5 separate regions of the Mus musculus genome follow, and regions 1, 2, 4 and 5 are each linked to region 3. The links are chromatin contacts, called in public HiChIP or PLAC-seq, Micro-C and promoter capture Hi-C maps. All regions are on one chromosome and are shown on one strand. The core of a region is the stretch at or near the end of the contact, and the rest is flanking DNA. Distances in the headings are between cores, read along the strand shown. Region 1 holds the start of 2410003L11Rik (RIKEN cDNA 2410003L11 gene). Region 2 holds the start of Sp2 (Sp2 transcription factor). Region 3 holds the start of Npepps (aminopeptidase puromycin sensitive). Region 4 holds the start of Srcin1 (SRC kinase signaling inhibitor 1). Region 5 holds the start of Cbx1 (chromobox 1).

Region 1 (4,542 bases), core at 272-2,771, 320 kb before region 3:
GTTGAGGTGGCTCCAGCCAATAATTGTACTAATTGGGAAGATGAGGCAGGAGGATTACCATGGGTTTAAGACCAGTCTAATCTACATTGTGAATTCCGGGCCAGTCTAGGCTGTAATTTGAGAACCAATTTCAAAAACAAGCAAAATGAAGGGAGTGGTGGACATCTTTAACCCCTGAACTTGAGAGGCAGAGGCAGGTGGGTCTCTACAGATCAGCATAGTTTACGAGAGGCAGAGGCAGGTCGGTCTCTACAGATCAGCATAGTTTACACACTGAGTTGTAGACTAGCCAGGGATACGTAGTTGTAACCCGAAGGCTTTTCCATGTACGCCCCAGTTGCCGAACAATGACATGGAGGCTTATTTTCTTCTTCTTCTTTTTTTGTTTGGTTGTTTGTTTTTTGAGACAGGGTTTCTCTGTGCAGCCCTGGCTGTCCTGGAACTCACCCTGTAGACCAGGCTGGTCTCGAATTCAGAAATCTGCCTGCCTCTGCCTCCCAAGTGCTGGGATTAAAGGCGTGTGCCACCACTGCCCGGCTGGAGGCTTATTTTCATTTACGATGATTATGGCCTTAGTTTAGGCTTGCTCCCCAACTAGCTCTTAAATTAACTCATTTATACTAAGTTCGGCCACATGGTTGGTTTCCTCTCCTTGCATCATAAGCCTGACTTCCTTCTTGGTGGCGGGTCTTCCGGTACTTGACTTTCCCAGAGTTCCTCTCTCTGCGCTGGATGACCCACCCTCTCTATTCTACCTTCTCCTATAGGCCATAGGCTTTTTATTTTGACCAATCAGAAGGTGCCTTAGGCAGGCAAGGAAGGACAGAGACACATCTTCACACAATGTACAAAAATATCACTCTAACACAGTGAGACCCCGTTTAAAACAAGAGAAAACAACACCCAAATGCCAGCGGAATGACACAGTCAATGAAGTGCTTGCCTTACAAGTCTGAAGCCCGTTAGTTTCCCCAACCCCCGGCAGAACACGAGCAAGATGGCGTGCACGTCCAGTCTCCGCCCCATGTAGCTTCCAGCTAGCTTAGCCCACTTGGGGACACTCCAGGCTTGTGAGACTGTTTCAAACAAACAAAAAAGCAGAAAAGTGTATAATCATATCGTCCAAGGTTATCCTCTGACCTCCGCACATGTGCATTAACATACCTGCACAGATATGCACACAACCCATGTGCAAATAAGCATATACACAAAAATAAAAACAAACGACGCCCCAAGAGAGGGGTCAGCAAGTGAAGACTCTTGCCACCAAGCCAGAGGACCCTAGTTTGGGATCGCCAGGAAGTGTCTTAGCTAACTACTATTCTGTCGCATCGAGACCAAACGCCATGACTACGGTAACTTACGTAAGAAAGCATTTAGTCTGGGGCTCATGATTCCGGAGGGCAGCAGAGTTCATGACCATCGTCTGGAGAAGCATGGAAACAGGCAAGCATGGCTCTAGAGCAGGAGCTGAGAACTTATGTTGAGACAGCAGCCATCAAGGAGACAAGACAGCTAACTGGGTGGGAAAGGCTCTGGGTTTTGAAATCTCAAAGCCAGCTGCCAATGACCCACCTCCTACAGCAAGGCCACACCTCCTAATCCCTCCCAGAAGTCAGCCCAAACTCAGACAAAGCATTCAAATATATGAATCCATGAGGACCCTTCTCACTCAAACCACCACAGGAGAGAACTGCCTTTTCAAGTCCTCTGACCTCTATGCACACACACACACACACACACACACACACACACACACACACACACGGAGTTGGAGAGATGGCTCAGCGGTTTAGAGCACGGACTGCTCTTCCAGAGGTCTTGAGTTCAATTTCCAGCAACCACATGGTGGCTCCCAACCATCTGTAAGAGGGATCTGATGCCCTCTCCTGGTGTGTCTGAAGACAGCAGTGGTGCACCCGTATACATAAAATAAACGCACACACAAAGTATAAATAAATACATAAATAAAAAACAGCAGCACTCAAGAAGGTATGTGCACACACAATAAATAAATGTATTTTTAAAAAGGAACAGAAAATAATTAAATTTATTTTGATATTATTATTATTACTATTTTGGCTCTTTGGTTTTTCATGACAGAATTCTTTGTGTAACTGTCCTGAAACTCACTTTGTAGATCAGTCTGGCCTCAAAATCACATATTCTCATGCCTCTGACTCCTGAGTGCTGGAATTAAAGACATGTGCTATGCTACCATGCTGACTTTATTTTTATTTAAATTGTATGTATGTATGTATGTATGTATGTATGTATGTATGTATGTATGTATGTATATAGACAGCCTTCTTCTGTGTAGCCCTGACTGTCTTGGAACTATAGACCAGGCTGGCCCCAAACTCACAGGGATCGACCTTCCTCTGCCTCCTGAGTATGTAAGCCAATAAGAATTCGACTTTTGACTTGGCAGAGGCAGGCGAATTTCTGAGTTCGAGGCCAGCCTGGTCTACAGAGTGAGTTCCAGGACAGCCAGGGCTACACAGAGAAACCCTGTCTCAAAAAAAAAAAAAAAAAAAAAAAAAGAATTCGACTTTTGATCTGCAAAATGGTTTTCTAGGATGGTTATTGGTGTTGATTCAGCTTATGAAAAATTAGGGGCAGAACTAATATAATTTTTGTTACTTTTTGATATAGGGTCTTGTGTAAGAATGGTACTGTATGCCTGTGTACTAGGGCTACCTTCTTTTTTTTTTTTTTTTTTTTTTTTAGAAATATATTAATTTATTTAAGATTAGGAGACATCTCTTTTTTCATTAATTTCTTTATTCACTTTACATCCCAAACACAGCCCCTCCTCCAATTCCACCTTCAATTTCCTCTCCCTATTATCCCCTCCCTTTCTCCTCAGAGAGGGGGAGCCCCCCTTGGGTACCAACAGGCCCTAGGACATCTAATCCCAGCAGGAGGAAAAGCCTCCCATTGAGGCCCCACCAGGCAGTCCAGCATGGGGAAGGGGATCCAATGGCAGGCCACAGAATGAACCGCAGGCTCTGCTCCAATTGTTAGGGGATCCACATGAAGACCAAGCTGCACATCTGCTACAAATATAGGGCCACTGCATGCTCTTTGGTTCGTGGTTCAGCCCCTGTGAGCCCCTGTGGGCTCGCCCAGGTTAGTTGACTCTAGATCTTCTTGTGGTATCCTTGAACAGGCATCATTTTGTTTGTTTGTTTTTGAGACAGGGTTTCTCTGTGTAGCCCTGGCTGACCTGGAACTCACCAAGCTGTTCTTGAACTCAGAAATCTGCCTGCCTCTGCCTCCCAAGAGCTGAGATCAAAGGTATGTGCCACCACTGCCCCGGTGAAGATCTTTTAAAAGAGATTTTTTTTTTGAAATTTTATTTATTTCTATGTGTATGAGTGTCTGTCCCTCATGTATGCAGTGCCTATGGAGGCCAGAAGAGTGCATTTTGGAACTGTAGTTAACAGATTGTTGTGAGCCTCCATGGGCTTGTTGGGAATAAAGCTTAGGTCCCCTGGAAGAACAGACAGTGTTCTTAACCGTTGAGCCGTCTCACCAGTCCCTTTTCCTAAGATTTAATTTTATTCTTAGTTCTGTGTCTATGTGTAGATATGAGCATGTGAATGCAGAGACCGTGGGAGACAGAAGGCAGTGACTTCCTGGAGCTGGAGTTACAGACAGTTGTGAATAGCCTCATGTGAGTCCTGAGAACTGAACTTGGGTCCTCTGGCAGAGCAGCACATGCTCTTAACTGCTGAGCCATCTTTCCAGCCATCTTGAGTCAGAAGTCCAACGCTACGGCTTTATAGAGGAGCAGAGCCATCGCACACAAGGGGCAGGGAATCGCAATGATTTGATCAATCAGGGACTTCGAGGCAATAAGAGAAGAGTGGGCTCTCTCCTCTCTGCCTCTGTTACCCTCTTAACTCCCCTCCCCATGCCCTGAATAAACTCTATTCTATACTATATAAAAAAATAAATAAATAAGAGAAGAGTAGAGACGGGTGAGCTGGGGAGCATCTCTGCGGCTGTGGATAGGATGCTGAGGAAGACTGGGGGAGGAATATTTGAGTCCAAGGCACAGAGCACAGCTAAAGACATCAGGCCAGTGGTGACATCTCAATTAGAACGAGGCTGGAGAGAATGGTCAACAGACACTGGGGGTTTACTTGGAAGTTTCCCAGGATGCACTGAGAACCAGATGAGAGGCCAGTGAACAGAATTACCAGTGAGGATGAGGGGAAGAAAAGAATGGGCAGGATTCTAGAAGCAGCAGCTGGAGAGAGGCCTGGTGTTCCCCACCCCCTTCTTCTCCTTCCTGGCTGTCTGGAACTTGCTCTTTAGACCAAGCTGGCCTCAGACTTGGAGATCTACCTGCCTCTGCCTCCAGAGAGTTGGGGTTAAAGGCGTGCACCACTACTACCCAGCCTGATGTCACTTCTTCACCCTGAGGTTGGAGGAGAGATACATCAGGAAGCCACCCCTAGAAGGGAAGATGGGACAGCAGCACCCAAGGGGAGCTGCAAGGCCACAGGGCGATGTTCTCCTCAGTTCTTTTTT
Region 2 (4,606 bases), core at 820-3,319, 300 kb after region 3:
GTGTGTGTAAGGGTGAAGGACCCAGTTTAAGCAGAAAGCTTTGATTTTATAAAGGACATAGAGTCCCAATGAAGGAACGGTGCGTGGGCACACATGTGCACACGGACGCCAGAGCAGGACATACACTGGGTCCTGCTCTGTTGCTGTGTCTCACAAAGCCTGGAGCTAGGTTGGCCACTGGCAGACTCCAGCCATCCTCCGGTCTCCGCCCTGACCTCACATGTGAGAGGTGGGGTTACAGAGGCTGAACTCCAGCTTTTCACACGGGCTCTGAACTCAGGCCTCTTGTGTTTGAACAGCAAGTGACATCTTCCCAGCCCCAAGTGAAGGATTCTAGCTCCAGAACTGATAGCATCTGATGTTTGGTGTTTCAAAACCTAACCAGAGAGAGGTAGACTGGTAATTCCAAATTACTACACTCTAAGCATTTGGCTCTTTATTGTTTATTTATTTATTTTTTTGTTTGTGGTTTGTGGTGTGTGTGTGTGTGTGTGTGTGTGGTTTTTGTTTTAGACAGGGTTTCTCTGTGTAGTCCTGGCTGTCCTGGAACTTTCACTGTAGACCAGGCTGGACTCAAAGTCAGAGATCTGCCAGCCTCTGCCTCCCTGCTGCTGGGATTGAAGGCCTGGGCCACTGCCACCCAGCTTGGCTCTATATTTTGTTATCACTTTATCTCAGCAACCTTTTCTTCGAAGTGACAGGAAGAAGGAGGAGGAAGATAGAAGAGGCGAAGAGAAAATGTAATGAGAGCTGGGGAACAGCTCGACGATACAGTTCATGCTTAGTGTTTATACAGTTCATGCTTAGTGTTGGGGACTTGATCCTCAGCAAATAAGACCCCAGCAGGGATGTATGTGTCTCATCTACCTGCGATCAATGTCTCTCAAATGTTGATTTGGGAAGCTTTGTTACATGTTCTTATAAGTTAATTTACTGGATGTAAAACATTTTTTTCTCACTGTGGGTTAAAACAACAAAACAAAACCAACCAGGAAGGGTGGTACTATGAGGTGGATGTGTGAGTGCTCTGGCTTCAACAAGAGTCTAAGGGTCCACTGCAGATGGGGTGTGGGGTTTCCTACCCACGCAGGTCTCAAGCCAGCGTGAATTCCCTCTGAGTGCTACGTACAGCTTGCCTAAGTTAGTCGTTCGCAGAGGGCCTGGAAGAGAAAGCTAAACCTACCTGTGGTGCCTGTCAAGCACGGCCCCTCATACAGGAGGAGATGAAGCAGAGACCAAGCAGGGTCGCTAGGATGCCAGCGTGCAATTCTGCCCACCTGAGGCGCAGGCTAAAATGCAGATTCTAGGCACACACACCCCGCCCCCCGGGAAATAGCAAATGTAACTAGGGACGACCCTAGGGATCTGCTTTTGATAAAGGCTCAAACACGCCTGTCTGAAGCTGAGAGGATCAGGGAAGCTCTGCGAAACATTGGTGAAGATTAACAGGGGCTTGAGATGACATAATGACAATTCCCTCTAGGAAGTGCCAGGTAACCCAACTCCTGCCAGGTCGTCGACTCTCGAGAGGCGATGGATGGCGGGCGAGGGCCTGAGGTGAAGGCGATGCGCTCACTGGGGGCCGGGCACCGCGTATCCGACAGCTACACTTGAGACTCACCATGCCAGACTGTATTGAGAGATGTATAAGCTCTTTACGGGGCATTTCACAGTAGCACTTCTGATTGGCTTTAGGGCAGATCTATCACTTATCTGCTGGGTTAGAGGTGGGTGGAAGGTCAATTACGACCAATACAAAAACACTTCTCGGCTAAGCCCCTCCTCACCCAGCTTCCTGTTGCTGTCCATCAACCTCCTAGCAGGCGGGACTTTGCCTCCCGCCAGTTGGCTAAAGGATACGTCGTTCATTCCCCCGTTGATTTCCGGTTGGCGACTCCTACCGTCTATCAATGACACTTCACAGTTCTATTGGCCAGACCAACGTCACTCTAGATGCTTCCCAATGATTGGTTGAAAATGCTGTCGGTCCCCAATGTACCAAGCGTTCATTGGTAAAAGCTGCCGTCGCTCGGGCGGTGGCGGGCTCCGGGATTGGCGGGTGCTAGGCGGGCGGTGTCAGGCTCTCGGTGGCGGCGGAGGCGGCGGAGGCCAGGGAGGAAGATGTCGTAATGAGCGGTGGGTCCTGGCGTCTGCCGGCGGCGTCTTCCCGGCCCTCAAGGGTCGGGAAGACGGACAGAGGCCTCGGGGAGGGGAGGCCGGAACCGGGGGTGCCCCCCTGGGACTGGGACTGGCGCCGGGGCCCGGCTACGGGAGGGGCGGGGGAGGAAGGATTCCCGCCCGGAGGAGGAGCGCGGCTGGCCGGCCGGGCGGAGGCACCCGGAAGGGGGCGTTAGACTCCCCGCCCCTCGGAGCCCCGGGCGGGAGGGCGGCGCTTCCGGGGCTGGCAGGCGGCGGGGGCAGCAGGGCGAGCCTGATAACCCCCTTCGCCCCCTCAGCTTGGGTCGCGCCGGGCCTTCAGCCTGCGCCCGAGTTTGCTCCACGCAGGCGGCCGACGCCCCCTCGGGCTCGTCCTGTGGGCAGCCCAGGCTTGGGACCCAGGTGGTGCCAGTCAGATGGGCCCTGCTGGTCTGAACTGCAGCCTGCTGGCCGGGCCACCGCAGTCCCAGAGGGTGGCAGGATTGGAGGGAACGCCCTAGGCAGATGACTGCTGAACGAAAAACCGACTTTTAATGTTTATACCTGGATCCTTGAGCCTGCGGCTAGTATCTGCAAGCTCTTGGAATTTTAGAAGTTTGGAGAACTTGTGGACAGAGCTCCCAGGCTATGGCCCGATGCCCCTTGCGGGGGGTGGGGGGGTTGGGCAAAAATGCACTGGAATTCCAAAAAAGCGTAGGCGCTATCGCTCGTAACAGATGACCTAAGAAATAAAATAGATGCTTTTCTTCATCCGCGTTGCTGGCTTAAGGGTGCTCAGAATCTTCCCTTCCTTCTTAGGTTTCTTTCCCAGTGCCTTATTCTAGTTTTAGTAGAAAAGGAACTGTCTTTTGCGCTGGGCGACTGAGAAACCTGTCCTCTCTACATTCCTTGGTTTTGATTCTAATAGCCTGTCATGTTTAATCGTTTCATAACTAACATGATCCAGGGGGACTCTGTTTGGTTTTTTCTCCTGAACTTTCCCCATTTTTAGGAGGTTACAGGATTATTACATATCAAAATAAAAGTTTGGGCCTGTAGAGGCCTGTCAACGAGGAGAGAGGCAGACCATAGCCAGTGGTCTGTGAGCCAGGAATTGGCCCAAGGGTCCCCTTTATACAGATTTCATTGTAGAAAGGCGATTAACTTTTCAGTGTGTACTGGCAGGAACAGGCTACAGCTGTTCCATGCTGTGCCCTAGAAGGCCCTTGGCATTACAGAGGACAAAACCCTGAGTTGAGACACCCCCCCCCCACCCCCCTGTGGTGATGAAGGTTGAATCCACAAATGTTGGACAAGCACCTCTACGGCTGAGCTGTCTTGGAGGGCTAGAAAGGTTAGGGTGAGCCAGCTCACAGTGAACTGGCACAGGGGATGACAAGAGCCCAGACCACACAGTAGCATTTTCCATTATTGACACAAAGAAGTCCATTGTCTGTAGCGATGAGTATAACTGCAGTGTCTTGTTTTCTTTTAAATTCTTAAGGACAATGAACAGCGCGGATCTCAGAACCTCCCAATAGGGCTTATGTCAGTGTTGCAGTGGTTTCTTATTTAGGTGGTAGGGTGTTGGAGCCTGGTCTTGCTGTGAAGCCCTGGCTGGCGTGTGTTTGTCCTGTGATCTGTGTAGGCCTTGAACTTGAGATCTCTATGCTCCAGCCTCAGCCTCCCAAGTGCCGAGGTTATGGGTGTGTACCAATTTGCTTGGTTTCTAGTGACCAGGCAGACGTCAATCAATACCAGTGACCATGAGTTATCTTTGGCTGAAGTGACGGATGAGCTGTCTAGTTCCAGTCCTCCTACTTGCCTCTTTGAGTAAAATCAACAGCCATTGGGAAAAATAAGCTGCTCTGACACCATTGTGAGCTCCGCAAGCTAGGCTGCTAAAGACACAGGCTCTTTGCCAAAGAAAACTAACTAGGATTTGTCCATAACCGGATCTTCCCCTGGGCACCCAGCTGCTCTGAGGGGAAGAGTTTGACATCCCTGCTGATACTACATAGATGACCTCTACTTAGATTTGATTTAAACATTGGGCCAGGATCACTGAGAAGGCCCAGTGGGTAAAGACACTTGTTGCCAAGTCTGATTACCTGAGGCCTTGTGTCTCACCTGGAAGGAAAGAAACAACTTCAATACTTTTGTACACAAAGACACATACACACAGGGAGGGAGGGAGCACAAAACCAATACATGAATTAGAAGATATCAAAAAATGTGGGCCTGTGGAGGCCTGTCAAAGGGAAGAGAAGCAGTAAAAAAGATTACACGGCAGATGTTTGGGTAAAAAGCCCATCCATGCCGGGCGTGGTGGCGCACGCCTTTAATCCCAGGAGGCAGAGGCAGGTGGATTTCTGAGTTGGAGGCCAGCTTGGTCTATAAAATGAGTTCCAGGACAGCCAGGGCTACAGAGAAACCCTGTCTCGAAAAACCAAAAAAAAAAAAAAAGCCT
Region 3 (4,045 bases), core at 986-3,485:
TAATTTCATGCTAGCCAGGGCTATATAGTGAGACCCTGTTTTTGAAAAAGAAAGAAAGATAGAAAAGTAGAGGAGGAGAAATGGAAAATAAAATAGGGAAACAAACCAACTGGTGGTGGGGCTGCTGCTGCTGCCTGTAAGGCTGAGGCAGGAAAACTGCTGAAAGGCTCCGTGCCAGGCTGCTCTATATAGTGATTTTGAGGCCAGCATAGGCTATAGAGTGAAACCCTGTCCAAGAGGAAAAAAAAAAAAAAACATTAAAAACAAAATAAAAAAAAAAGCAAGCCAGCTCTTGCTAGCTCATCCTACAAAGATCTACAAACCTAATATTCAATTGCAAAACATAAGACCAAGTCCACATGAATCGGCAGAGTTCCGGAGCTAATCGGAAAGGGCTAGAGCAGGGTGGAGTTCTGCAATGGAACTCTTCCTGGCAAGGTGAGGGAAGGGAGGGGCGCACATTTCACAAAAACGGATGAGCAGGCCACTGAAACACTCATTCCTGAGCAAATTAGCAATCTGTGAGGGCTAGACAGTAATCGAGTTAGACTGTAGAATTGATGTTAAAGGGTAAACAGCTCATAGGCAGCCTTAGATGGTTATAAATCAATTTTGCTTTGACAGGAGGAAGCCTTTTGTTTTTTTTTTTTTTTTTAAATGCAAACATTTTGAGGAGATCATACACAGTTGGATTAGAATAAACCAAACTGGCAGAATTATGAAGGAAGCTGTTTATAATGTTCTCAAGGAGAAAACCAGAAACAACTGGGTCTCAATTCCAGCTCCACCAATTATTAGCTGTACACAGGTCTAGAGCAAGTCATGATCTTTCTATGTGCCTGTTTTTGCATATATAAAACAGGTTGGGGGTCCACCTCACAGAGCGTCTGAGAGATAAAATGAACGTGTAAAGTGTTAGCAAGTATTCCAGACATATTAAAGGCCCGTCTCTTTAAGAATTGCATCTGTGTTTCTAAAAAGCACGTAGGATTTTTGGAGGAAAGCAGGGCAGGTTGAGGATCCACAACTGTGCTGCCCAATACAGTAGGCATTAGCCATGTGTTGCCCTGGCTGTCCTAGAACTCACTCTGTAGTGAAGGCTGGCCTCAAACTCAGAGAGATCTGCCTGCCTCTGCCTCCAGAAGCCAGTACCACCACTGCCAGGCACCTCATTAGCATCTTTAAAATGCATTACATGATGAAATTATAATCTGAATATATTGGGCTAGGGAGATGAGGTGCAATAACTTCTGTTGTTTTAATTCTATCTAGTGGCTCACAGTGTCATGTCTGTAGGACAGTGCTTGTTTAGTTTTGACTCTACCTTACAAGTTTCTATAAAAGAAATACGCTTTTAGGAATATTTTTGCCTTGATTTAAACATAGGTCTTAGAGATAACTACAGAATGGAGGGAGCCACAGTTAGGATACTTTTACAGAAGTCACAACTGGTAAAGGGTCTTTTCAGTTAAAAAAGCAGAAACAAAAACAAGGGGCGTGGGGGTGTGGCTCAGTGGCATGGCGCTTGCCCAGCCTGTGTAGAGGCTTTGAGTTCAAAGCCTAGCACCACAGGAAGGGAAAAATCCGGAAACAGACAGTTGATCATTATTATCATCTGTGTTTTCTTAATCAAAATCTTACTGTGTGCCCAGACCATTCTGGAACTCACTCTGTAGTCCAGGCTGGCCCATGATGATCGTCCTGCCTCAGCCTCCGTGCCCAGCAATGAAGCATCTTGTTTTAAATATGAAATCGTGGGATCCTGTATTTCTAGTCTTTGAAACCACTCTCCTAAAAGGTCTAGATTTCACTGGTTGGAGCGACCTTGAATAACTAAGTGTTTCCTCGGAAAACTGTTTTCAGATCATCCCTTCAACTGGCTATTTCCTAGGGAAAAAAAAAAGCCTCAGGTCGGGCTCACACCGCTGAGGTGGAATGGCTCTTTCCACGCGTCCCCTACCCCCCCGCGCTGACTTGACCGCTGCGTAGGCTTCCATTTTCCACAGAGCTCCTCCATGCCCTTCGTGGCTCTTTCCTGCCACCGGCCGACGACAGGTGCAGCGCCAAGCGCCTCCTCTCGCCTTCCCCGTTCGCCGACCGCGGCCTCGCCGCCCCGCCCCGCCCTCGGCGCGCGCCCTCAGCGGGGTCGCGCCCGCCCCGCGGGGTCGCGCACGCAGCCGCCGCCGCCTCCCTCCCCGCCCTCCTCCCCTGCCCTCCCCTCCGCCCCCTTCCCCGTAGGCAGCCCGCCCGCACCGCCGCCCGCCCGCCCGCCCGGCCCAGGCACCCGCTGGGTCTGTCCCCCGCCCCAGCCTCCCCGGCGGCTCTCGGCAGGCGGTCGCCCGCGCCCGGTGAATGTGGCTGGCAGCCGCCGTCCCCTCCCTCGCTCGCCGCCTGCTCCTCCTCGGCCCTCCGCCTCCTCCCCTCCTTCTCCTCCTCAGCCGCTCCTCTCGCCGCCGCCGCCGCCTCCACAGCCTGGGCCTCGCCGCGATGCCGGAGAAGCGGCCCTTCGAGCGGCTGCCCGCCGAGGTGTCGCCCATCAACTACAGCCTCTGCCTCAAGCCCGATTTGCTGGACTTCACCTTCGAGGGCAAGCTGGAGGCCGCCGCCCAGGTACTGCGACCCTCGGGCGCCGGGGGGCGAGCAGCGGGCGGGCGGGCGAGCAGTTAGGCCGCGCCCGCGGGCTGGGTTGGAGGCCGGGGCGGGTTGGGCGCGTGGGCCGCGGGACCGAGCGGGAGGCGGGTGCGGCGCGCCCCTCGAGCCGGCCGGCCGGGCGGGGACCGCGCTGCGGGAGTCTGCGGGCGGTGCGCCCCTCGGGGGGCCAGCACACCTGTGTGCAGCGCCCCTGGTCCCCGCCTTCCGGGCCCCGAGCTCCGGGAGAGGCTGGGTGGGGGCTGGGGAACTAGAAGGGGCTAGGACTGCCTGCTCGGTGGCACCCCTGCGGACTGCGTTCTTTCCTGGTCGTCCCTTTACTCCGCCGGGGATAGGTTGGAAGGGGCGGTCATCAGGCACTTGAGAGCGAGGAGGGGCGAGTCTAGAAGGTTGGGGGCAGGGGGGAGTGGAGCGAGAATGTTAATCCCAGGCAGCCTCACCGAGTTCTCCCGGCCTGATCCTGCCCAGGGGCCGGGTTTCCAGGATGATCCGCCCCCTCCCCCTTCCCCTCAAATGACAGTGCAGCAGTGACTTTGTTCTCCCCTAACCTCCAGAGAAGCCGCGGAGGACCCTAGCTCCTCTTCTCCTATCCGCCTTGCTCTCGCAACCTGTGAAGCTGGTGGATTTATTGCTTCAGTGGCGGTTGCTTAGCAGTCCCCTCTTCTGAAAGAAAGCTCTCAGTCTTAGCCTGCCACTGGTGAAAATATTCCATTACTCTTCTTTGCAGTTTTTTTGGTGAATCATACGCTCCTCCCTCCTCCCCGAAGCATTATCTGGCAGTATTGTTTGATTTCGGAGACCATCCATATAGATGGCTCACAGAGGTCTCAAACGGTTACGATAAATAACCATGGGTATGATGTGTTACGTGAGATCGGAAATGAAAATTGGGAGCTGTTTGATAGCTATCTGTGACAGGAGTGGTGGAAATAGAATTGGTTCCGTTTCTTTTCCTACCCCAGCTAGGGGTTGGGGAACACGAGTGGTGGAGGAAGCCAGGCCAGTAGGCCTCAACCAAAAAGATGAGGGAGGGTGTGTGTTGCAATGAAATGAGAGAAACGTAGACTAGAATTTGAGTGATTTGAAAGCCGAGAAAGTATGATACTCGAGTTTGAAAATCTGTGTAAAAGTACAGAACTTAAAAGTATGCTTTTAGATTTGGAACATTGGCTTTGCCAGCCTTAGATGCTGGCAGCATCACTGTCCACAGCAGAGTGCCTTGTGACCTTTGGAGAAAGGGCCTACACTTGGGATGAGTTTGAATTATGAGAAAACACTAACTTTAAGGAAGCTGGCCCGAGTTAATAAATCTGGAAGGTGTGCGCACTGAGTGAAGACATTGAGGAAAAAGCAGTACAGATTTGCTTACAGGTTATTGAGGTTTATGGACATGTTA
Region 4 (4,438 bases), core at 1,471-3,970, 290 kb before region 3:
TTCCTCATGAAGCAGCTTCCCCGGGGGAGAGGAGGTGCTTTGTCCTGGAGACCTCTTTGGATCGGTCTAAGATTCCTATGTGCAGATTTTACCACCTTCTCCCTCTCACCCCCCAACCCCTGCAGTCTTTTTTTCTTTTTTAAACAGGGTTTCTCTATATAGCCCTGACTGACTAGGCTGGCCTCGAACTCAGAGATCTGCATGCCTCTGCCTCCACCGTGCTGGGATCAAAGGCGTGTGCCACCACTGCCTGGTTTCCCACCCTGGTTGTCTTGGCCAGTGGCTTGTTGGAGAGTCCAGGAGTCAAGTGTTAAACGCAGGAAAGTGTCCGAGTAATAGGAAGGAGAAGCATCTTTACAATTGTCACCTTGGAGAAAATGGCCAGGTCCTTGAGACTGAGAGAAGCCCCTGTCCTGACTCCCTGCTTCACTCTGGCCTCTGCTGTCTGCTAACAGCTGTGTGGGGATGAGATTTAGAGTGGTGGGTCTGGTCTCTGCTTCAGGCAGCCGCAGGTAAGAAGAGTGGACCGAGAAAAAGAGGCTGGGCGTCCCAGAGTCAGGCCAACCTGAGTCAAGTCTGAGTTGAAGGCTCTTGCACTGGTGCTTGTCTACACTTCTTGAAGCCTTACTTCATTTCCATTTTGTTTTGGTTCGTTGGCAGGGTCTCACCATGAATGCCTGGCTAGCCTAGAACTCACAGATGAAGACTGGACTGGCTTAAAATTTGCATAGATCCTCCTGCCTTCCAAATCTAGGATAAGAGATGTGCACCTTTATTTCTGATATGTGGCTAATGTGGCAAGATTAAATTAGAGACCATGGCTAAAGCCTGAGGATGCTCCTCCCCTTGGATGGGCATAGAATATGGATGGGAAAACATTGCCCCTTGGGTAGGGGTGATTTTGGATTGGGAAGACCCCAAAGGCAGAGGGGTCTTATAGAGCAGTGTGAAGGTCTGAAGGGAGGAGAGGTGTGTGCCAGACTCAAGGCTTAATAGCTGTGACCCCCTCCTGTGCACAAGGCCCGCTGGGTACTGATGCCTATCTTGGGCAGGCAGCCAGGTAGGGAGCTGGAAGGGTGCCCAGTGAGTGCCCAGAGGCCAAAAGATGGTCACCATCCAGTTGGCAGAGGGAGAAGCAGCTGGCCTAGAAGAGAAGTCAGGGTCTTAACTGCTTAGTGTTGTGTGCCCAGACCTTGTGTCCAGGACACAGCTCTTGGCTGCCCTCCTGAGATGACCAAATGGAGCTGAGAGTCCCCTCCCACTGCCTTGCCCTGCCACCTGAGTTAGTGGAACTGGACATTGATCTGTAAGGGGCAGTTGGGATCTTGCCCCTAGCTGGGCACGGGACTGGCTCAGAGGCAAGCAAGCCTAGGGGCGGGCAGAAAAGTAGGAGAGCCCAGATTAAGGCTGGGACTGGGTAGACCAAGAAGTGGGGAAACCGGTTTGTCATCTGGGCCACTTGGGGTGGGGTCTCCTCTCCTGAGCCCGGTCTGCCAGTCATTCTGCCAGGTGGCCTGTAGGGAAGAGATGCAGGCACTGGGTGGCATTTTCTTGACCATCTGAACTGCCTTTGGGAATGCCAGGAGTAAATAAAACGGGCAGAAAGCTCAGCCCACCTGCCTCTCTTGAAAAGAAGCTTCCGAGAGAGGGAACTGGCCACAGAACCCGAGGGAAGGAAGCAGGGAGAAGCCTGAGTTCCAAAGGTCATCGTGTGTCTGGGTCCGAGCTGGAGATGGAGAAGTTTGTATCATCCGCAGGTAGGCCCAGTAAGGTGAACCAGGGTGGGGCACTCCTCCTGGCGCACTACAAGCTGCTTTGGAGATGGCAAAGGTGTCCCCAGAAGAGGCGTGAAAAGACAGAGTCTGTGACGGCCTACTTTGGGGTCCACTTCAGAAGGGATCAGTGTCTCTTCAATCTCACGCAGTACCTGCTCACGCCTGCGGTAGGGGCAGGAATCCGAAGTAGGGGCCAGGAGGACGTCCAGCAGGGGGCGTCTGGGAGCCAGGTCCCTGGCCCAGTGGTAGCTGAGGAAGGGGGAAGGGCAGAGGTGAGGAGGCGCGACCATAGAGGGGTACGCTGCACTGGGGGTGGGGGGGGGTAGGTGTCTCGGCTCTCCAGGCGTAGAACGACTGTGGCGCTCCGAGGTCACCTTGGCTGGAGCGATCCCTGATTCTCTCGTCCCCTCCCCAGCCTCAAGCCCTGCTTCAACGAACCCGAAGTGCTTTTTTTATTTTTTGTCCCAAAGCGTTGAGGGTGCTTGGAGACCCAAAGAGTCACCTCCCCAGGTGCCTCTTTCGAGGCCACTCTGGGGTCAACGCATTTGTCTCTACCGCAGCAGGAGGACCGCTGAGGGTGGGGGAAGCAGGTGGAGTTTGGGGGGGGGGGAGGAGCGTGAGCGCGCCCCGCACCCTAGTCCGGGCGGCGCGCTGCGGGATCCGGGTGTGCTGCTGGAGGGCGCGAGGAGGCGCAGTGCCCCTTCCCTTCCCCCGCTCCCCGCCACCCCCGGCGGCCCTTTGTACCATCCGGCCACACGCGCGTGCCCGCATCGTGCGCGCTCCCGCCCGCAGTGACACACCCGCGCCGGCCGCACGCGCGCACTCGCGCGCACACACACAGAGACACACACACACACACTCGCTCTCGCACACTCGGTGACACGCCCGCGCGCGCGCGCACCCACACGCCCGGCCGCCGGCGCCCTCCCAAGCTGGTCCACCCCGGCGGGGCCCGCGCCCCCGGCCCGCCCGCCTGGCACCGCGCCCCGGGGCTGGGGCCGAGCGAGAAGCCCGCGAGGCGGCGAGAGGGCGAGCGCCAGGCAGGCCGGCCCGGGGCCCCCGCCCCCCGCGCCCCCGCCCGATGGGGAACGCTCCGTCCCAAGGCATGTCCCTGTCTCTCTCCTCCCTAATGTGCCTCCATGCTTAAGTGGAAGGTATTTCTGTTTTCTTTGTGTGTTTTCCCCTCGGCCGGGGGCGGGGGCGGCGGCCGGGCCCGGGAGGCGGCGGCCGGCCGGGCGAGGGATGCTCTGGGCGCAGGTGTTACGGGGGGCAGGGTACCGCTGCGCGCCGGGCTGGGACGGGCCAGGGAGGGAGAGCGCAGGGAGCAGAGAGGGTCTGGAGCCGGCGAAGCTGGGGACCCGGCGGGAAGGGCCTCGCGGTGCCCGGGGGGAGGGGACCTGGGGTTACAATGTAAGGGGGAGGGGTGGGTGAAGGGGGATGGCGAAGAGAGTCGGGGGGAGGGGAGGGGTCCATGCGAGGTGGAAGCTAGGGTTGTTGAAGGGGGAAGGGACAAGGGATGAATGCAAGAGAACCACATCCCGCCTCAGCTCTCAGAATGGGGTGCAGGCGCTGGGCTGGTAGTGCTGGACCCTTCGTGCCAGTCCCTCAGGGAAGCAGCGGACTGAGAGCGCTCTGGGTTTGGTTGTGTTGCCAGGATACAAAGCTGCATTCTACACCCCACCCCCTGCACCTCGAGGCCCTAGCCCTGGAGACCTCCTAGCCTCCACAGGAGTTGCAGAAACTGGGGACCTGCTCCCGGCTTGCTGGGTGGTGGGTAGGGAGGGCCCTGGAGAGGGAGGGATCGAGGGAGGGGCTTCTGGATCTTAAATCCTCCCCTTGCAGACGCAAGGGGTAAAGAAGGGCGCCCCCAGCTGGGTAGGGCGTCCGGGGTGATGTGGAGGTGGGGACTGCAGGGGGCTGGAAAAGTAGAGGGGCGGGGCTGGGGAGGGGACTCGCGTGGCCCCCCCTCCCCTCCCACGCACCCCCCTGCTACGTCAGAAGCTCCTGGGCCAGCTCCGAGTCCTGTCGGTGGGGGCAGCAGGATGCTGGTGGCAGTAGAGGGGGCCGGCCGGGTGCCTCCGCAGCTCAGCTGGCAGGGCCCTGTGGGGCGTGTGTGGCTGCTGGTGCGCGCCCCCAGCCCCACGCCTCCCCATGCAGCCCTGGCAGTGCCTCCGGCGCTTCGCCCTGGCCTGGTGGGAGAGGACCGCCGAGGGTCGCGCCCGTTCTCCCAGGGAGGAGGTTGGACCGAGGGACCCTGGGGGCCGAGGGGAGCCAGGTGAGCCGGATCAGTACCTCTTAAATGTTGCCAGATCTGTGGGCTCTGCAGACCCCAGCTTTGAGAGAAATGGGGTTCTCAGTTGGGGCTTCCCGGCTGCAGCCTCTCAGAAGGTGTTTGGGATAAAGGTGGGAAGTGAAGAAACTGTGTAGATATCAGTTGTAGGGAGGGATCGGGCTGTTCATTTGGGTAGGGTTCGTGCCCTTTGGGATGGGGTGATAAGATACCTTCCTCTTCTCTGGTCATCTTTGCTATGGGTGACCTTGAGCCAATTGCTTGGCTAACTCTGTGCCTCAGTTTCTCATTCCCTTCCCTGTCTCTGGCTGGTCTTAAAAATGATGATGTCTCTGATAGAGCTAGTCACTGTGGAGATGAGAGACTGTCATCT
Region 5 (4,643 bases), core at 1,188-3,687, 490 kb after region 3:
AGCAACCACATGGTGGCTCATAACCATATGTAATGAGATCTGATGCCCTCTCCTGGTGTGTCTGAAGACAGCTATAGTGTACTTATATAATAAATAAATCTTTTTAAAAAGAAAAGAAAAAAAAAATCAAGCCACTGCCTGACACACAATAGTTTTTTTCCCCTTTCCCTTTTTCTTTTTAAAAGGATCTATCTATCTATCTATCTAATGTACATGGGTACACTGTAGCAGTACAGATAGATGTGAGCATGCATGTGATTGCTTGGAATTGAATTTTAGGATCTCTGCTTGCTTTAGCCAACCTGACTTGCTCCTGCCCAAAGATTTACTTATTATTATAAATAAGTACATGGTAGATGTCTTCAGATGCACCAGAAGAGGGTGTCAGATCCGATTACAGGTGGTTGTGAGCCACCATGTGGTTGCTGGGAATTGAACTCAGGACCTTCGGAAGAGCGGTCAGTGCTCTTAACCGCTGAGCCATCTCTCCAACCCTCCTCTACTTTTCTTAACTGCTCAGAAAAATACCTAGAAGGGAAGGTTTAAATAATCTATCATAAAGCTATTGATAAAAAGTTGAACAAACAGAAACCAGAAATGATCTTTCACTGCCCAGATCTTAAGAAGCAAAGCCTCCTTCCTCCTAGGTCTTGAACTCCTGCTGCTCCAGGCTCCACCTCCCGAGTGCTGGCTGGGATTACAGGAGTGCATGCAGCAAGGCCTAACTGGGCTCTTTTCAACACACCACTTCCCAGATATGCCTAGAGAGCATCCAGGAAGTGTATAGGCACCAATTTCTTGATTGTAGCCATACATCTACCAGAAAACCTTAGGTCTTTTGAAACTATTCCAAAAAGCTGACATGATTCTTAACACAAAACTGGAGAGGTTACCCTATGTTCTAGCATAACTCATTTTTCAAAAAACCTTTTTATGGTATTGGAACATAACTCAGTGGTAGATAACTTACATGTGTGCAAGGTCCTCAGTACCACACACCGAAATGAGTTCTATATTTCTATACTGCTTTTTAAATAAAAATATTCTCGCTGCCGGTGGGCATGCACCTGCTTTCGAGGGTCCCTGCCATTTCCCTAATTTGTAGCTCAGAGGGCAATTCTGTGAAGTCTGCTCGCTCTTTCCACCTTTACCTGGATCCTGAGAGGTAAACTGAGGCCCCCAGGCTTACGCACAAAGAACAGATCTCTTTCATTGGATGAGTCTTGCCTTACACGTGTTCTTCCACAGCCTCCCAACTCACACTGAAGACCCATTACAAGGCACAAAGTGGCCTTTTCACCCTTTCTTGACTCCCCTGGTGGCCAGGCAAGGCTTTAAACTCCTGATCGTCCTGTTTCCGCTCCCAAGGGCTACATGAATGCCATCAAGCCCAGCCCGAATTTATAAGGTACAGAGGATTGAATTCAGGCCTGTGCAGTGGGCTAGGCAAACATTCTACCAACTAAGTTACATCCCCAGGGACCCTTTATTTTCTTCCACATTTGACCAGTCACTCTAGACTTCTACCCTACCTATCCCAGCAACTCCACTTTTAGACAAGGTCAAGAAAATGCCTGACCCCCCACCCCCACCCCTAGACGGATTCAACAAATCTCTTCCCCGCTAGCACACCGTGAGCTGCCCAAATCCTCCTGTTCAAGTTTATTGGAAGTTACTTCTTCTTAACTCTGGCAAGAGAAACTTCTCTGATAGTGGCAACTGGACCCAATATCCTCAGGTTACTTTTTCTCTCTTTCCTCCAAGTGCTACGGGGGTTGCTTGCGATTGCCACCGTGTCCGCTTTCTCAGGTTACATTTCTAAACCTCGAGAGTACGAAGTCGTGGTCCCTGCCACGCACACCCAAAAGCACCTGTCCCCCTTATGGACGTCCCAAAGTTTTCTTTCTCCCGCCCAACTCTAGAGTCCCTCACTCGGGTCAAACGCTCTTGGTCCAGTTCTTGAAAAGCTAACCCTCCGCTGGCTCCGCTCATCGCGAACCACTCGGCTCCCGGGCTCTGGATTCGCTGCCCCGCCCTCTCCACACTCCCGCAACCCGCGAGCTCTGCGCGGGAAGCGGACCCGGCGGGCGCTGGGCCGGGGCGCGCCCCCCATTCCTCGGTCTCCGCTCTTCCGTTAGCGGCCCGCGCTGGTCCGCGGCCTCCCGCCGTTGCCGCGTCCCCTCCCCCCACACACCCCGCCTCCAGCCCGCCTCTTCACCTCGTAGCAGCGCCCGAGAGTCCGAGAGGAATCGGTGCCGCGCTACTCGCGCGTTGCGTCGGGCGGTCCGAGGGGAGTAGCGCGCCCAGAGGAGCAAAGAGCCGTGTGGCCACAAGTCGACCGTCCCGCTGAAGCGGCGTACCGCAGGCCCCGCTAACGGCCCTCCCCTCAGCCGAACAAAAGAGCCTCTCACTCTGCGCGGCCCGCCGCCTGCACTGCGCAGACGCGACGACCCGCCGCAGGGCACCTTGGGATTAAGAGTCGGCCAGAAACTACAGATCCCAAAGTACCGCGCGAATCCCGCGCCGCCCACCTCCACTTTCAAGGATTGTAGGGAGTTTTCGTAGTTTTGTTTTCTTTTTTGACTGGAAAGGCGAAGTCGACTGTTACTTAGAACATAACTCTACAGTCTAGGAAATTGATGGGTAGTGGTGGGGTTTGTTTGTTTAATAACAGGATACGCAGCCCAGGTGGCTTCGAACTCGTGGCCTTTCTTTTTGCTTCAAATGTCAAAGTGCTGGATTCCAGGCGCGTGCTGGTATTCCTTACTCAGTCTACAAAAGTAGGACACTGCAGGTTTGGAAACTAGCCCGTTGATGTTTGGTCCGTTTGCGTTTAAAAGAAAAATATTGTATTCGTCACCTGAGATTTATCAAATCACCTTCAATAATGTCCAGCAATCTTACCTATTATTGCCACCTGACTGGGGTTCCTACCTCTCAGTTTGAATCACTGCTCCATTCAGAAAGCAGTAGATTAACCGTCTAGGTAGACACCATCGACACTTTCTGAATTTGCTTTTTTTCTTTCCCCTTCCTTCCCTCTCTATTCTTGTTTTATTTTTGGTTGTTGGTTCTGTTGAGTGGACAGGGTCTCAAGGAAGTCTGATCTACCTGTTTTCACTTCCCAAATGCCGAGTATTACAAACACAGACCACCACATTCAAAGTTTTCCCTTTATTGCCCTTGCCGGTGGGTGACTTTCATGGGGATTTCTCCATCTCTGTGAACATCCTTTATCAAGTTAGTCTAAAGAAACGGAATTAAGCAAAAACCACGGCTGGGCTGTCATTCTTTAACACGGGTGCTACTCTGATTCAGGTAGGTTGCTGCTAATTGTTGAACTAGGAACTCCAGTAAGGACAGACGCTTCATATGACTCATTGTGTCCACGACACTCAGGATCCTTGGTGTTTGTTTCTAGCAAGGACAAGGTCATTTTGGTTGTTTGTTTGTTTGGTTGGTTGGTTGGTTTGTTTTTGTTTGTTTTTTTGAGACAGGGTTTCTCTCAAAACTCAGTTTGTAGACCAGGCTGGCCTCAAACTCAGAAATCGGCCTGCCTCTGCCTCGAGTGCTGGGATTAAAGTTGTGCGCCACCACGCCCGGCCACAAGGTCACGTTTTGACTCTCAGTATTTATTGGTAAAAATTCCTTGAATATGTGATTAAGTGAATAACTGAGATGTCCAACTGATAATAGAACTGATCAAACTTTCCAAGGCCAGATTCAAGCCTCTTAATCCTAGTACCCGGGATTGAGACAGGAGGATTGCTGGGAGTTTAAGAGCACTTTAGCACTTAGGAGGCAGAGGCAGGAGAATTTCTGAGTTCAAGACCAGCCTGTTCTACAGAGTGAGTTCCAGGAGAGCCAGGGCTACACAGAGAAACCCTGTCTCAAACAAACAAACAAACACAACAGCAAACCCAAAAAAAAAAAAAAAAAAAAAAGCGCAGTTTAGACTATGTAGCCTAGGTTACAGAGTGAGAGCTTGTCTTAAAAAAAAAAACAAACAAACAAACCAAAAATCAAAAAAACCCCGAAACAGTGACAACTTTTCTGTTCAAAAAACTAAGACAAAAGAAAAAGAGGGTTAGTTTCACAATGTTATATAAAAATTAGTCAAAAGAGACCGATTCTTCCTGAAAAAATACTTGGGTCAAGCCTCCAAAACCAGGCGACAACCCACCCGTTCTGGATGCCTTTAAGCCATGTGAGGAGAAGGCAGAGAGAAGGAAAGAGGGGAACCAGGTGCAGCAACCAAGATGGGAAAGCATTAAAAATGGGGTAGGAAGGTAACCAAAATGGCTGGGAGGAGCCTCTGGGGGAAGGGCAGCCCAGCCCCTGGTCTAACGAATTCTGGGGTAACAGGTCAGAGCTGAGGGATGCTGGGGGACCTGGTGGCCAGGCCAGCTTTGATTTGTTAAATAGGAAACTTCAGCCTTTGTCTCCTGGTTAGAGATTTAATGTGCAGCTCAGCTCCAGCTAATCTATCGAGTTCTCCATTAGAGATGAGAACTGGTATCCCAAATATAATTGCATTTCTAATGACCAAATCAAATGCTGCTATTCCCCCCACCCCCACATTAAGCTGAATTCCACTCTCCATGTAAATGCTCTGACCTTGTGCCTCCAAAGAAGCCCAGCAG

What was found. Promoter capture Hi-C pulls out the DNA fragments that hold promoters and counts their contacts. Hi-C and Micro-C count contacts between places; a contact is called where the count stands out from the background. HiChIP or PLAC-seq counts read pairs in DNA pulled down with a chosen protein or histone mark.
Region 1: a contact with region 3 is called in a Micro-C map of embryonic stem cells, with 4 times the contacts expected there. The contact joins the promoter of 2410003L11Rik here to the promoter of Npepps in region 3. A contact is called at or near these places in 1 of 484 Hi-C or Micro-C datasets (embryonic stem cells) and 1 of 115 datasets of contacts at active chromatin or transcription factors (embryonic stem cells).
Region 2: a contact with region 3 is called in a promoter capture Hi-C map of hippocampal neurons, with 3 times the contacts expected there. The contact joins the promoter of Sp2 here to the promoter of Npepps in region 3. A contact is called at or near these places in 2 of 39 promoter capture datasets (hippocampal neurons and liver), 2 of 484 Hi-C or Micro-C datasets (both in embryonic stem cells), 4 of 115 datasets of contacts at active chromatin or transcription factors (embryonic stem cells, extraembryonic endoderm stem cells, memory CD8 T cells and 1 more) and 3 of 9 other capture datasets (adipose tissue, liver and pancreatic islet).
Region 4: a contact with region 3 is called in a Micro-C map of embryonic stem cells, with 2.1 times the contacts expected there. The contact joins the promoter of Srcin1 here to the promoter of Npepps in region 3. A contact is called at or near these places in 3 of 484 Hi-C or Micro-C datasets (all in embryonic stem cells) and 2 of 115 datasets of contacts at active chromatin or transcription factors (both in embryonic stem cells).
Region 5: a FOXA1 HiChIP or PLAC-seq map of pancreatic cancer cells shows a contact between it and region 3. The contact joins the promoter of Cbx1 here to the promoter of Npepps in region 3. A contact is called at or near these places in 1 of 484 Hi-C or Micro-C datasets (embryonic stem cells) and 2 of 115 datasets of contacts at active chromatin or transcription factors (embryonic stem cells and pancreatic cancer cells).

Annotation. Positions count from the first base shown.
Region 1 is chr11:97,595,490-97,600,031 of GRCm38.p6, reverse strand. It overlaps 2410003L11Rik (RIKEN cDNA 2410003L11 gene), which reads right to left and starts at 1,521. Exons shown (of 4, transcript NR_045496.1): 1 at 1,365-1,521.
Region 2 is chr11:96,975,151-96,979,756 of GRCm38.p6, reverse strand. Sp2 (Sp2 transcription factor) reads left to right here and starts at 2,069. Exons shown (of 7, transcript NM_001080964.2): 1 at 2,069-2,136. The coding sequence starts at 2,130.
Region 3 is chr11:97,278,766-97,282,810 of GRCm38.p6, reverse strand. It overlaps Npepps (aminopeptidase puromycin sensitive), which reads left to right and starts at 2,235. Exons shown (of 23, transcript NM_008942.3): 1 at 2,235-2,610. The coding sequence starts at 2,353. Gm11592 (a long non-coding RNA gene) reads right to left here and starts at 2,117. Exons shown (of 3, transcript XR_001780313.2): 1 at 1,670-2,117; 2 at 107-228.
Region 4 is chr11:97,573,408-97,577,845 of GRCm38.p6, reverse strand. Srcin1 (SRC kinase signaling inhibitor 1) reads left to right here and starts at 2,720. Exons shown (of 20, transcript NM_018873.2): 1 at 2,720-2,878. The coding sequence starts at 2,857.
Region 5 is chr11:96,786,929-96,791,571 of GRCm38.p6, reverse strand. It overlaps Cbx1 (chromobox 1), which reads right to left and starts at 2,437. Exons shown (of 5, transcript NM_001362560.1): 1 at 2,219-2,437.